Regions from separate parts of the Canis lupus genome. Here region 1 is linked to region 2. A link is a contact called in public Hi-C data. All regions are on one chromosome and are shown on one strand. Each heading gives the region's core, a stretch centred on a gene start, on an enhancer-like site or on the middle of the called end of the contact. The rest is flanking DNA. Distances are from core to core; before and after follow the strand shown. Region 1 has its middle 21 kb from the start of DPCD. Region 2 has its middle 14 kb from the start of LBX1.

Evidence for each region. Hi-C and Micro-C count contacts between places; a contact is called where the count stands out from the background.
Region 1: a contact with region 2 is called in a Hi-C map of blood, with 7 times the contacts expected there. The contact joins two enhancer-like sites. A contact is called at or near these places in 4 of 9 Hi-C or Micro-C datasets (amygdala, blood and skin fibroblasts).

Annotation. Positions count from the first base shown.
Region 1 is chr28:14,363,486-14,370,360 of UU_Cfam_GSD_1.0, forward strand. No RefSeq gene overlaps it. Among named protein-coding and RNA genes, the nearest start is that of DPCD, 21 kb to the right of the region's middle. Within about 2 kb of position 4,321, at least 3 of the 20 cell types and tissues checked have an H3K27ac peak or open chromatin away from gene starts, as enhancers often do.
Region 2 is chr28:14,044,651-14,051,286 of UU_Cfam_GSD_1.0, forward strand. No RefSeq gene overlaps it. Among named protein-coding and RNA genes, the nearest start is that of LBX1, 14 kb to the right of the region's middle. Within about 2 kb of position 3,346, at least 4 of the 20 cell types and tissues checked have an H3K27ac peak or open chromatin away from gene starts, as enhancers often do.

The sequences.
Region 1 (6,875 bases), core at 3,071-5,570, 320 kb after region 2:
CCCTTGCCTGCTGCACACCATCCCATACTCCCTCATGCTGGCTTCTTGGCCTCCTTCCACCTTCAATCCTCCAACAAGTTCCCAGCCCCTGGCCCTTGCTTGTCCCGTCAGCCCCAGCCTCAGTCTCTGCCTGTCTGTCCTGCCAGGAGGCACCAGGACATCCTGTACCCACTGGGGGATGCTGCTGAGAGGAGGGTTTCCCAGCTTAGAGTAGGGAGCTTTTCAGGGGCAGCATGTCCTGGCTGCTGGCTACAAGGTGCCTTCCTACCATCCGTCATTCATTCTCAGCCTGGAATGTATTTGCTGTAATTACATCTTTAATTAGGGTGGTGACGGCTCATTGTTCACCAACAATGATGGATCAGATCCTCCTGCTTGCCATCCTCCCTCTGTCCAGCACCATCCAGGTCAGCTCTCCCCCGACTCTGAGATTGGGAAGAATATGAAAACCTGCTCTTATCTCACTGAGGCCCAGAGCAGCCATTAGCTCCACCCCAATAATGATTATGTCCCTTTAGACCCCTGGGGACTCCTAAGGGACTGGTTGGACCCTGGTACTTCTACCCAGGGCTCCCTTACAAAAAGGTGAGGCCACCAGATATCTCCGTGGTCCAAACTGGCTGGGTTGGGAAGGAGGTGGTGCAGTGTTGCTCATCTTTACCTCTAGACTGGGCCCTGGGCCACGCATTCATCATCCATTAGGCTGACCAGCAGAGAGCCTTCCAACTCTAAGCTGTGGAATATATGGGTGGGCAGTCTTATCTCCATGCTCTCCTGTACATTAACCAGGATCTCCAACCAAGGCCTCCACTGCCATAAGCTTACACTAGTCCAGGCGATAGATCCAGGCCCAAGTCTGCATGTGGTGGTGGATGCTCAATGACTCCATGAATGACCCATCAGTCAGTGAGGGGAGATGTGTTCTGGGAAGGCAGGGCTTAGATGCACTGGGCTGGTTGGAAACCCAGCTTCGCAGAGGGGCCAGGATGGGCAGTTAAGGCCCAGGCCTCTTGAGCTCCTGAGGCCTCGGGAGATTAAAAACCCTAATCTGAGTTATAATTCCAGCGTGGTACCTACTGGCTATATGACATTGGGTGAGTTCCCTAACCTATGTCTCAGTTTACTCATAAAATGGAGATGAAAGCAGTGCCCTATTGCACAAGATGACTGCAGATTCACGAAGCTACTGCACATCAAGTCTAGGCTAAGGTGGTAGCAGCTGCAAGGAAGGGTGGCAACTGAGCAGCTGCAGAGAACCCACCTCTACTGTGGCAAGCTAATGGCACCAGGAGCTAGGAGGTAGCTTCCATCTTGGTTTGAGGAAGGCCTTGCCCACTATAGGCACTGTTGGGCACGGTGGGAGGAGCGGGAGGGCTGTGATAAGGGTGGTGTTAAGGTGCACAGCAGTTGCCCAGGACATGCTTGCTGATAGGAATTGGCTGACTGCCTTTCACAACTTCAGGGGCTCTTCCCCAGTGTGGTCAGAATCTGGTCAGAGTAGGGGCCCTAATGAGGGAGGCCAGCATGCCCTGGCCTCACATAGGAGGGGCTGGGAGGGAGGGAGAGCCTGGGGGCCCAGCAGGGGAGCCTGGCCTATACCTTATCATTAAGGGTACTAAGCTTCGGGGTGGAGGAAGGGAAGGGGAAACAGATGAAGTCCACCCTCTGCCCCTTCTACCTCCCAGCTCTAAAATTCTATGACTTCCCTCCCTCAATGGGGCCCTGTCATCTTTCACAGAGCCTCCCTACAGCCAGGGGTGGCTCCCTATGGAGTCCCTCGTCCCCAGTGATCCTCTCCACCTTGCAGGGACCCTTTCTCCCCAGGGTAACTCCAAGGCCCAGGCTGGAAAGATGAGCCATACCTAGCGGTAAGTATGCGCAACATTACATATGTATATTGGAGAGTAAATAACCCCAAAAAGCGCCTTGTAAATAGACTCCGAGTTTATCCTTTATTAATGAGGCACCGAGTGCCCTGCTGTTTTAGAGCAGCGAGACTTTCATAATATCAAAACCTAAATTACACTTGCGTCTCTCATCCCAGGGATGAGCATCTTTAGGCTCTGTTTGCAGAGTGAGTAAGCAGGGATCCCTCCTTGCCTGCCTGGGACTTGTTGGCACCTTTCTACTCCTGGAGGGAGGGTGGCGGATGGGCACCCACACCCAAGTCCCCAGAGAACTCCGTGTTGAAGGCTCCAGGGTCCGGTGGGTGAGGGCTGCCTGGGATGCAGCCTTCATTCTGTATACAGAGTTTACAAGATCAAGGGGGGTAGACCCGGGCTCTGAGGTTTGGAGGGATGGGATGGGGCAGTAGCCACTTGCTTGCTCTGGAACCAAGTTACTCCCTGTCTTTCAGCTTCAGTTAACCCATGTGTAAAATGGGGATAATTCTTCCTCATAGGATGGTTGTGAGGCGTCAGTTAATGAGTCAGAAGTGGGGGGCCAGTGCAGAGTAGGTGCTTGGTAAATGTGCTATGATGGTGATAATGCAAACAATTAGCTCCCCTCTTTGAAAGAGGACACCAGTGTCTTCATTTCCTGGATCAGACCACATGTGGGACCACAGAGCTCCGGCCCCATCCCGGCACCAAGGTCCTGAGCTGAGAGGGCATTACCAGCACCCACCTCAACGCCAGCATGATTAAGACATGACCTGCCAGTGACACCTTGCCCCAACCCTGAGCTCAGTCAGGGCCAAGGGCCAGCACCCTCTTGGCCCCTGTGACTGCCTAGGTCAAACACCCCTCTCAGGCCCTTTCGGAATTGTGCCCACCAGACCACAGGCCTGGGCCAAGCCGGGCTAGGTCAGCAAGTGGACAGCCAGGCGCTGTGTGGGCAGGATTTACAGCCTGGCCGGCCAGGCTCCTGGTGCTCCAGTGGGCGTCATGTCGAATCTGTCCCATTATATGGACAGTTGAGTTTAATAGTCATTGTGTGCTTGCTCAGAGCCCAGCAAACATTGCGGGGCGACACCCCCTCCACGCGAGCCGCCCGCTCCCCAGCCACACGGCCCATCCGTACAGTAAATTAAAAATATGAATCACTTCTCCCCACTGCCTCCCCAAACGCTCATCTTGTCAGCCTCTATGTTGCCTTCATTTGTATTACCTTAATTTAATGTTAATTATGGTCTTCATTTACAAGGAACAAGCGAGCCCTGCTCTGCCAGGGGACCTTGCCCCCACCCCCTCCCCCTCAGCCCAGGAGGGAGAAGCTGGGGGAGAAGGGGAATTGGGGGGACTACAAAGGAATGAGGAAAGGAGTTAGGGGGGTAGGCAAGAGATGAGATCTGGCCCATCAGTGGCAGGTGGAAGGGACTAGGAAGACTCCCTACCTCCACATACCCTATCTTCAATCATTTAGTCATTCAACAGTTATTTATTGAGCACCTAATATGTGCCAGACAACTAGGAACCAGAGAGATTGGGGAGAGAGACTGATATGGGCTAATGGAGTCCCCTATGCCATCCTGAAGTGACTATGCCAGAAGGCAGCACCAGGAAACACATCATCGATGCCCCAGCTGGGCTGGTACCTGAGCCAGTCCAGAGGGCATAGGATATGGGCAAGAGGTCTCTCCCTTCCAAGCTCCCTTCTTGGCTACCAGTGTCATGCCTACTCCAAACTGCTTCACACCCGGTCCAGAGAGGAAGTTCTTTCTGGAGTCTTTCCTGAGTCCCTCTTGCTGCAAATCAGCCTAGGCTCAGAGTCTGGTCAAAGAAGATGACTCCCAAGCTACACTGTCTCTGGAGGGTCAGGAAGAAGGCATCATGGGGACCACCACCTATATTCCCACCACCCACCATCCCACCACCCAGCCCTGCAGACTTCCCCAAAGTCCTTGTGTCTGAGAGTCTATGTGGCGGTACCTGCGCTGTCACACTTTGCCAATAGAACACACAGTCCCACACAAGCCTGTAGAGACTGTAAGGGGCTTAGTAAATGTTGGTGGCTGATGTCACACGTGTGCACACAGGGAGCTGGCAGAGGGCCACCTGCACTCAAGCTGCCATTAACCACGAACCAGCACCTCCCCCAGCCCGGGTCTCCTCGACTGGGGAAGAGATCTCCAGCTGGGAATAGCTGCTTGACAGATGAGGCTGTTCTGAGTGTGTGTGTGCATGTGTGTATCCGTCTCTGGGGAGCTTTGATCCACACACAGGGGCATGTGTCCCCACAGGTTTGGTGTGCCCTCTTGGGGGTGTGCCTGTTTGTGTGTGCAGGACTGTGTGTCCAGCAGGCCCATGCGCATGTGTACGCGCCTGTGCTCATACACACGACACTCCCCCCTCCACCCCCGCCCTGCCTGTCAGCGGCGCTGATGACATTGGCGCAGAGGAAAGTGATGACAAATGCCCGTTATCAGCGAACGAGGCCGATGACAAATGGGCGGGCGCCCGAGCAGCCCCATTACGCTGTAATAACAGAAGATGGATGGCTTGGCGCACCCCCACCCCCACCCCTACCCCCTGCGCGGTAACGGGAGCCGATCCGGCTCCGCCCGCCCTGGAGGGAGCCGAGCTGCCCACCCGGCCGCCAATCACGGCGGGGCCGAGACGCCGGGGCCCAGGAGCCAGGAGCCCACGCAGCCGCCCGCGGCGGAGGAACAAAGCGGCGAGCTCAGCGGGAGCGCTGGGCCCACTGGGCGGCAGGCCTGCCCGCGGCCAGGACACGCAGCTGTGCACACACATGGCCCGCACACGCGCCAGCCGCCTGTGTCCTTGCACGGTGCACCTGCAGCTCCTGTCCAGGCATAACCCCCACCTCACAGGACCACAGACACATGTTTTTCTGCATCTGCCACCCAGATCTAGGTACACATCCACTAACATAAACGCATGCAACACGGAGCATGCATAGCCATGCATCTGTGATCAGTACACATGCCTACAGAAACAACCCTTATGTCTGTGCACACATACGATCCCAATACCCCTGTGCATGCATGGATATGGAAGTATATACACACATAAGCAGAAATGCTTATTTGTGGACACAGCCCTGCACACACAATTCAGGGCTTACAAACACATACAAACTGTATCAACAAATATTAACTGAGCCCCTCAGTTATGTGTCAGCTAGGTGCTGTGGAGTTACAATGATGAATATGACACCATCCCTGTCTTCCGGAATTTTAAGTCTACTCGAAGGAGCAGACAAATGGCTCTGAGTGAAGGCGAAAGATGATTTGTGCTTTGATCCGAGTACCTAGTTGTGATGTGAGATTTCCAACACAAAAATCAGAAAGATTTTTGGAGCCAACCTGGAGGAGGTGGCTAAAGGAAGAATAAATTCTTAAAAGGAATTGAATTCTGTTTAAAAAAAAAAAAAAAAAAGTATGGAAATAGGAACCTGTAGGGAGTGGTGTTTAGGGCCATGGAGTCTAAGGGGTCAAGAGTCCAAGAGAATGGCACTGAGTATGGTGGGAATGAGACTCATTACATAAATGAGGATCAGGATGCTGGAGCTGGGAAGAGGCTTTAGGCTAGAAGGCCCCCAAGGAGGCTGGGGCAGGTCCACAGGAATGTGACCTGTGAGGCCTGAGCCAGCACAGACATAGAAAAGGAGAAGACCAGAGCACCTGGTTGGCTTAGACCAAAGAAGATGTGACTCTTGATCTCTGGGATCATGAGTTCAAGCCCACGTTGGATGTAGAAACTACTAAAAAATAATAATAATAAACTTAAAAAAATAAGGAAGGGTGCCTGGGTGGCTTAGTTAAGTGCCTGCCTTTGGCTCAGGTCATGATCTCGGGGTCCTGGGATCAAGCCCCATGTTAGGACTCCCTGCTCAGTGGGGAATCTGCTTCTTCCTCTCCCTCCCCCCTCTGCATGTGCTCTCTCTCTCTCAAATAAGATCTTAAAAAAAAAAAAAAAATGGAGAGGACCAGGAGGTCAATGAATGGGAAAGTGCCAGACTAGGCCAACTTCATAGGCATATGAACTGCACAGTCCCAGGGGGGCCCCCTGCATTTAGAAGGACCCCATACTTGGTTTAATGCTCTCTTGAAATTCTTTATAATTTTATAATAAGGAGTCTGAATTTTTCATTTGGCCACGGGCCCTGGAAATTATGTAGCCACTCCTGGAGTCAAGGATCTCTCAGGTTTCCAAGTTGATCGAGTAAAACAGTATAAGGAGCAGGTTTTGGTTATGTGAGGGTCTGGATGTGGACTAAGGGGCTGAGGTGATGGGTGAAGATTTAGTCTCTATCCCAGAAGGAGAGTTGGTGCCTTGCATATGTCTCTGCTCATGCTTGCTTCTACTCTGCAGGGAATCCACTCATTACCACACACCATAAACATACCTATTCTATGTACTCCCTGTGCTAGAATATAAGCTCCCCAGTGCCGCCCCTATATCCCCAGGGCATGGCACATGGTTTCCACTCAATACCTGTTTGTTGAAGGAATAAGTAATAGTGTGAATGAGCACACAGGACTCCACATGTACAAACACTGGGCATCAAGTCCCCCAAGATGAAGGGTATATGCAGCCCAGATATGTTCCCCTATCCCACTGCGACTGCCCTATACTTTGTCCAGGGTTGTTATGTTACCCTGTATCTACTTTGGCAAAAGAACACCCTTTCCACAGTGGTCCCTTTATTAGGTGTCTCCTTTGACGACAAAGTGGGGCAGGAGTTCTGGACGAGCTGACTGGGGAGGAGCCCAGGACCTGAGGGTAACAGGGTAGGGAGAGGCTATGATTTGGAGCCAGAGGACCTGAATTCAAGTCTCAGCTCCTACCTCTGGTGACTGCTTCTGAGCTTCAACTTCTCCACCCATAAAATGGGACTATAAAGTGGAAAAGCATTTGTACAAGCACCTTGATGCCCACAGAGATTATTAGGGGAGATCTATGAGGCCAGGT
Region 2 (6,636 bases), core at 2,096-4,595:
GGATGGGGATGCCTGGATGCTCAGCAGTTGAGCATCTGCCTTCGGCCCGGGGCGTAATCCTGGAGTCCCGGGATCGAGTCCTATGTCGGGTTCCTTGCGTGGAGCCTGCTTCTCCCTCTGCCTGTGTCTCTGCCTGCCTCTCTCTGTGTCTCTGCCTCTCTCTGTGTCTCTCATGAATAAATAAATAAAATCTTAAAAAAAAAAGTCCAGGATGTTGGCCCAGACTATGAGGCTAACATGAGTGAGACCCCTGCAATGCTCTTCAGCCTCAGACCTCAAAGCCCTGCTCTTCCCATTCGACCTGCCTCCTGTCATACTAAGTCAATGACATTCTAGGTTACTGTCACTCACCCTAGTCTGCCTAGCTCACTACTCCCTACCCCAACCTCAACCCTGGCCTTAGGAGACACCAGAGACAGGAAGTCTCTGGAGGAGCTTTTCTGGTATGGCCTCACTGCCTGCTTATCATTAATAACACTGGATATTCTAGGGCAGTCGGTCTCAGCGATAAAGGAATCCTCATTACCTGGAGACTATGATGGAAATGTGCCAGTCAGGGCTTTTCCTTTTAAAACTCCTGAATCTGGGCTCAGTCTGTGTTTTCTTTAAATAAGAATCCCCCAGGGGGAGTGAATTTGATAGCCACTTTGTGTTAATATTGAAACCAGTAGATAAACCCAATCCTTTATGGGAAGGGTAAGGGAGTGGCGGCCCAGAGAGATCAGTTCTATTTCTTTGGTGGGAGAGGTGGGCTGGGGAGAAACAGTGGGAGCAGTTTCAGAGAAATCCCAAAGGAGGGGCTTGTCTCCCCTGGCCTGGGAGACTTTTCCTGGATTAACACCTTACACCTGGCACTGAAGTTCTTGAATAATAACCAGCATTTGTGCTGAAATGTGCCTTTTACAAAGCTCCTTAGGGGACATTAGGCTCATATGGTCCTCAGTGCAAACCCTGAAGCAGAGATTACTGTTCCCAACTCACAGATGAGGAAACTCAGTGGAATGAAGTGACTTGCCCAAGTCCCACAGTTAGGGAGCTACAGGCTTGAACCTGGGGTGGCTGCTTCCTACTGACATGCTTGATTTCTCACCTGGCAGCCCTTCTAGGGTGAGTGAATGGATAGGAAGGGAAGAGGTTTTGCACTGCTCACAGATTAGTGCCCTTAAGAATCTGGGAAAGAGGGGCAACTGGGTTGCTTATGTGGTTAAGCATCCCAGTCTTGATTTCAGCTCAGGTCATGATCTCAGGGTTGCTCAGCAGAGAGTTGGCTTGAGACTCTCCCTCTCCACCCAGCTTGTGCATATGCTTGCTCTCTCTCTCTCTCTCTCAAATAAATAAATCTTAAAACAGCAGCAACAACAAAAAAACTCCACCAAGAATCTGGAAAAGAGGTAAAGAGGGAGCATGCTCCTACATCAAAGAGAAGATTTGCAGGCCCTACTTCCAGGGATTCCAGTGGCTCTGGAGTGGGGTCCTGAAATACATTTTCTCAAGCTTGGATTAGTGTAGAGCCAGGCATATCGGCCTCTCCTCCCCTGCTACCTCCTCTTCCTAGACCTGTGTGGAGGAGAAGGGGACACGGAGTACCATGGCTGTGAGTGCAGTGACTCCAAAGATGTCCACACTTGAAAGAGGTGGAAGCACTACCCCCTCATGGGAAACTACTGAAGGCCTCAAGAGAGAGAGAAAAAGGAAAAGAATGGAAAAGATCAGAATCCCTTTCACATCTTTCCCCATCTAAGGCTTGGATTTAAGGATTCTCGTTTTCTTGGGCTAGAGTAAGTGGAAATTCCCAGTACTGTAGCTTCCTTTGATCAGAGTCTAGATGGGAGTCGTGCTTTTTAGACAATTTTTGGACATGGCTGGTGGACAGGAGGGAGCCTGGATTAGAACTCTGGGAGGCCTAGACACATTTCAGAGCATCACCTCAAAGGAAAGTTTGTCACCAGGGCAGCCTGGGTGGCTCAGAGGTTTAGCGCCACCTTTGGCCCAGGGTGTGATCCTGGGGACCAGGGATCAAGTCCCGTGTTGGGCTCCCTGCATGGAGCCTGCTTCTCCCTCTGTCTGTGTCTCTGCCTCTGCGTGTGTGTGTGTGTGTGTGTGTGTGTGTCATGAATAAATACATAAAATCTTAAAAAAAAAAAGGTTGTCACCAGATCTCAGGGGAACCTTCAAAGCCCTGTATCTATCCTGTCACATACGCAGGCACACATCGCCCTCCCTTTCTCTTCTCTATGGACAATCACAAAAATCAAGGTTAAAGACTCAGAGTGACCTTCAGAGACCACCTGGTCCCACACCTGCCTGGGTTCCTGCCCACTCTGATCCTTGCTTCTCCTTGTTGTCTAGGGCTGGAAAATGCTCTGCATGGGAGATCTCAGGAGAGGGTCTCTGTGCCATAGTGTGGCTGTGGTCAGGAGGCTCAGTGTCAACAGCCTGGGTCAGTGTGAGGGAATATTTGGTGTGTGGGGGAATCAGGCTGTGGCAGGCATTGTGAGTGCCCTTATGGGGGTTCTGTGCCAGGGAGTAGCTGGCTATCACCCAGACACGGTTGGCATTCTCCTCACCTGACCTTTCCATCTGTAGAGTGCTAACAAGGTAATACAGGTCCTCCTGTCAAGCTTAAAAATCATAACGTAGAGGAAGAAACTTCTAACTTTCCAGCACCGTATCAGCTGAGGGACAGCTGACCCAGCAGAAGAATGGGAAGAGGTCAGATAAGCATAGAACGGTAGGGGTGAAACTCAGCAGGACTGAGTCCTTTCTTCCTTGTGTAGACCCATGAGGACCAGAGAAACCTCTTCTGCCCATCTTGGAAAGGGATATCCTTCCTGAAGGTAGAGGGATGGCTAAGATGACCGCCAGCAGATCAGACTGGGATCAGAGAAGCAGACCCTGCTTCTGGTCTGACTTCTGCAGCCTCTGGCACGGCAGCCTGCAGCAGTACCCAACTATGGACACCAGAGGGAGCTCTTGTCTAACCTTTCCCGCGCAGAGGCGCTTGCAAGAACGTCAACTTGTGCGACCCGGGAGCGTTCTGATCATTTGTTTCTAATGTGCAGGTGCCTGCAGAGAGGAGGGCCGGGCTTGGGTAGGAATAGGAATGACTAAGGGCTCATAATTTTCCCTTTAGGCGCTCACCCAAAAGAGGGAGTGTCCTCTTGCAGTGCCCCAAGGAGGACCCTTTCTCCCCACCCCCAGCAGAGACATGAGGCGGCCCCTTTCTCAGCCCTACCGCATACCCAATTCCTTGAAAGAGCGTGGTCCCGAGCATCTGCGGGTTTCCAGGGAAGACACCCAGCCATCGTGGTGTCTGTCGCCTGCTCTTCCTTGCCGTGGCCTTCTCCTAATGGCTAAGTACCAGGAAGTGGAAGTGAAAGCGTGCTCACGGAAGGGCTTGTGGTGTGAGAGTGGGACTGCGTCGGTATAGGCGTTGGGGTTCCAGGATGGGTAGGAGGGGACGGGGGGCAAGGAGGGCGCACGCTGCTGTTGCGCATCTCCATAAATGCCGCTAGGTGGCGCTCGAAGCCTGCATCAGAGAAACGCAGGCTTTTGGAAAAGTGGCTCAGGTGGAGGGGGCTGGCTTGGAGACCCCTTGAGGGCTGCAGGAAGGAGCCAGCTGCCGTCCAAGGACCCTCCTCACTGGAACTGAGGGACAGCTCGGGTACTTGGAGGCCTACGGAGCAGTCACGGTTCCCAGGAGTCCTGGAAGGGGTGAGGAGAAGATGGGGCATAAGGCATTGCTCGGGTTGGCTGAGACAGAGGAAGGATCCCCTAGACCTGCCCCAGGACCTGGAAAAGGGTGGAGGATACTGGATCTTTTCGTCTATTGTAGGTCCACCTGCCCCTCTGGGTTCTGTTTTGAGGTCACTGGGAGAAGAACCTCAATTTGACCCAGGAATAAAAAATCCAAGAGCATGCTCATGACTGTCCATCTGTTTGTGTTTTCCACCAGGATCTGTGGATCTGTGTATTACCTCCTGCTCTGGGCTTTCCAGACTCCACCCTGGGAAGCAGGTGGAGTGGGCTGTAATCTCTGAACCTTTGCTCTTTCTTCCATACCCTCTGCTGACAGTGGGGAGTTGGCCCAAAGCTTTGAGAAATGGCCCCCAGAGCCCAGAAGGGAAGGGTGCTCTAAAGGCATCTGTCTGACCCAGATCCATTCCCCAGTCAGAATTTGCCTCTCAGGGACACCCCCGGGGCCATGGGGTCATTCATCCTTCTCTGCGTGATGCCTTCTCTGAACTGATCCATTGTGTCCCGGTTTGGCTTCTTCCCACCAGCTGCAAGTTATTGAGACTCTGATGCTGGGATCTTGGGGTCCTCCCTCCAGACCATCCCGGTCTCCCGAGGCTTGGCCCAGAGATCCCATTCTCTCCCCAAATCCTCACTTTCCGAGTTCAGATGGGAGCCAGTGTGGAAGGAAGGGAAGCCTTGGAGAGCCCCCAAGGCCCGTGCTGCTGGCAGCGCTGGCAAGCGTTAATCCCACCCGGCTAGTCTAGGAAATCTAGGTCCTATGAGGGGTGCTAGAATCTGCTGGCGGTGGGAAGCACCAAGCAGGGCCTGGGTGGCGGACTGGAGCTCTTCAGTGAGACCCAGACCGCCGGCTTCCCCCTTCTAAAGTAGAGGGTGGTGGGGAGAGGTTTCGTTCTTGTTGAAAGGGAGATAGAAATCCGGAATCAGACTAAAAGGGGAGAGGACTGGGATCGAGAGGTGTTGCTTTTCCCTCCCTGTCCAGGCCTCCCTGCCCAGCACTATAGGCCTTAGCAGCATCCTCGGAGGTGGCCAAGCTCCTGGGAGGGGGGTAGGTGGTCTTGAAAGGACCCTAGTTCTCCCTTTGGAGGCTGAAATGCCCCTCAACTCCCAGGTCCTCGCCATCCTGCCCCTAATAGGGCCAGCGTGGCAGGAGCTCCAGGCTCTGCTGGCTGGGATGCTGGAGAGCCTGGGCCTACAGAGTGGGTACCCTGGGACAGAATAAATTCAGGAAAATTTGGAAAAATCCGGGAGAACTGGAAGAAATTGGGAGAAGTGGGGGACTGGATGTCTGCCGCCCCGAAGTGCCCCACCCTTTTCTAATTTAGGCGCCAGCGGCAGCCGGGCCTCTGGGGGATCGGAGCCCGCCTCTGAGAGTCCCCGCCCCCTCCCCGAGGCCCGAGATATTAGTGCTGCTTGATCAGACCTCATTTCCTGCGAAAATGGAAACATATCCAGGGTCCTTAATAAAGTGAATGACGAGGCATCGGGTGTAATTGGGCTTCCGGTTGGTGGCTATTTTCTTAAACTGACAGTGGTAAAAATATAAGTCCACAGCGCCCAGATGTAATTATATGATTATCAGAAAGAGGTGCAGGAAGGATTCGCTGAGACCCAGAGGCAACCTGAGAAATGGGCACAAATGCTTACCCAGACCAAGAGACCCAGGAACCCCGGACCTCCACACCGACCCTGTATCCAAGCGCGTGCATCCGCAAGCTTCGGCCTCTCCTCCCATCCTGAGACCCGCCCCGCCAGTGCCATCCGAAAACGGGGGATCTTTATTTATACGTTGGGGCGCAGGGGTGGGTCTTTTTCTTCCTTTGAGAAGAGGAGTGTCCTCCAGGGCAGGGGGCTGGCCTGGCTGAGAGTCCCCCAGACCCATCCTCCGGACCACTCGCGCTGGCTGCATATTTCTATGCATAATCCAATTTTCTCCATGACTATCTAGTTAAACTCTTTAACAACAGCTACATAATTAGAATTTGGATTCCCATTAATTTTCCCTGGGCCTCGAACCATTTGCAGCTCACACTGGTAATTAATGCGATACATCACTAACTTTACCCAGCGTCGGCCAGCCCAGCTCAGGTCGCTCGGCCCGCGCGCCCCGCGCCTTGCGCCGGGCCCGGACTCTGGACCCCGCTTCCGGAGTGGGGGCCGTTTCCCTCCCTCCAAAGCCAAATGCCTCGGCCCGCGCACCCAAAGCCTTCTTTCCAGGAAATCTCACAATTAAAAATATTTATCGGGAGCAGATTTACGTTTCTGGGTTTCCAGTCTCGGGGCGTCTGGGTAGGCTATTAAGAGTAATTAGCATCTTTTGCGCATGCAGATTTACTTCGCTCATTGCCACATAACTCATCCCTAAAAGCCAGCTCAGGCGAACACAGGCGCCTCCGCCAAAGCCGCTGCCAGAGCTACCGCCCCCGCCTGGGTCTGACTAGGGCTCCCCGGGCCCCGGGCCCCCATTACGCTGCGCGCTCCTAGTGTCTCTGGCCGGGCTGTCCGCTCCAGGCCCGGGAGGCTGCGTGCCAATCGAAGATTCCCACCCTGGAGACGAATGAAGCAAGGGCGACCTCACGCGGTGGGGGGAAGGCCCAAGCCAGGTGCTCCCGGCTGCCCGGACCGCGCCGTCTGGATCCGTGGCTTCGCCACCCGGCACCTGGGTGCACAAGCAAGAGGGCTTGTCCGTGTACGCACGCTCTCGTGCACGCGAGTGCACATGCCTGCAATTGCTAGTGCGCGTTCCTGAGAGTGAGCCGGGGCGCGCGTGGAAAATGAAGTGATCTCCATCCCCACCCCCTACTCCTCACCGCCGATCCTCCCTCCCAGCCCCCGCCCTCGCGGGGCAGCTCAAACGCCAGTCCTAAGCCAATCCGCTAG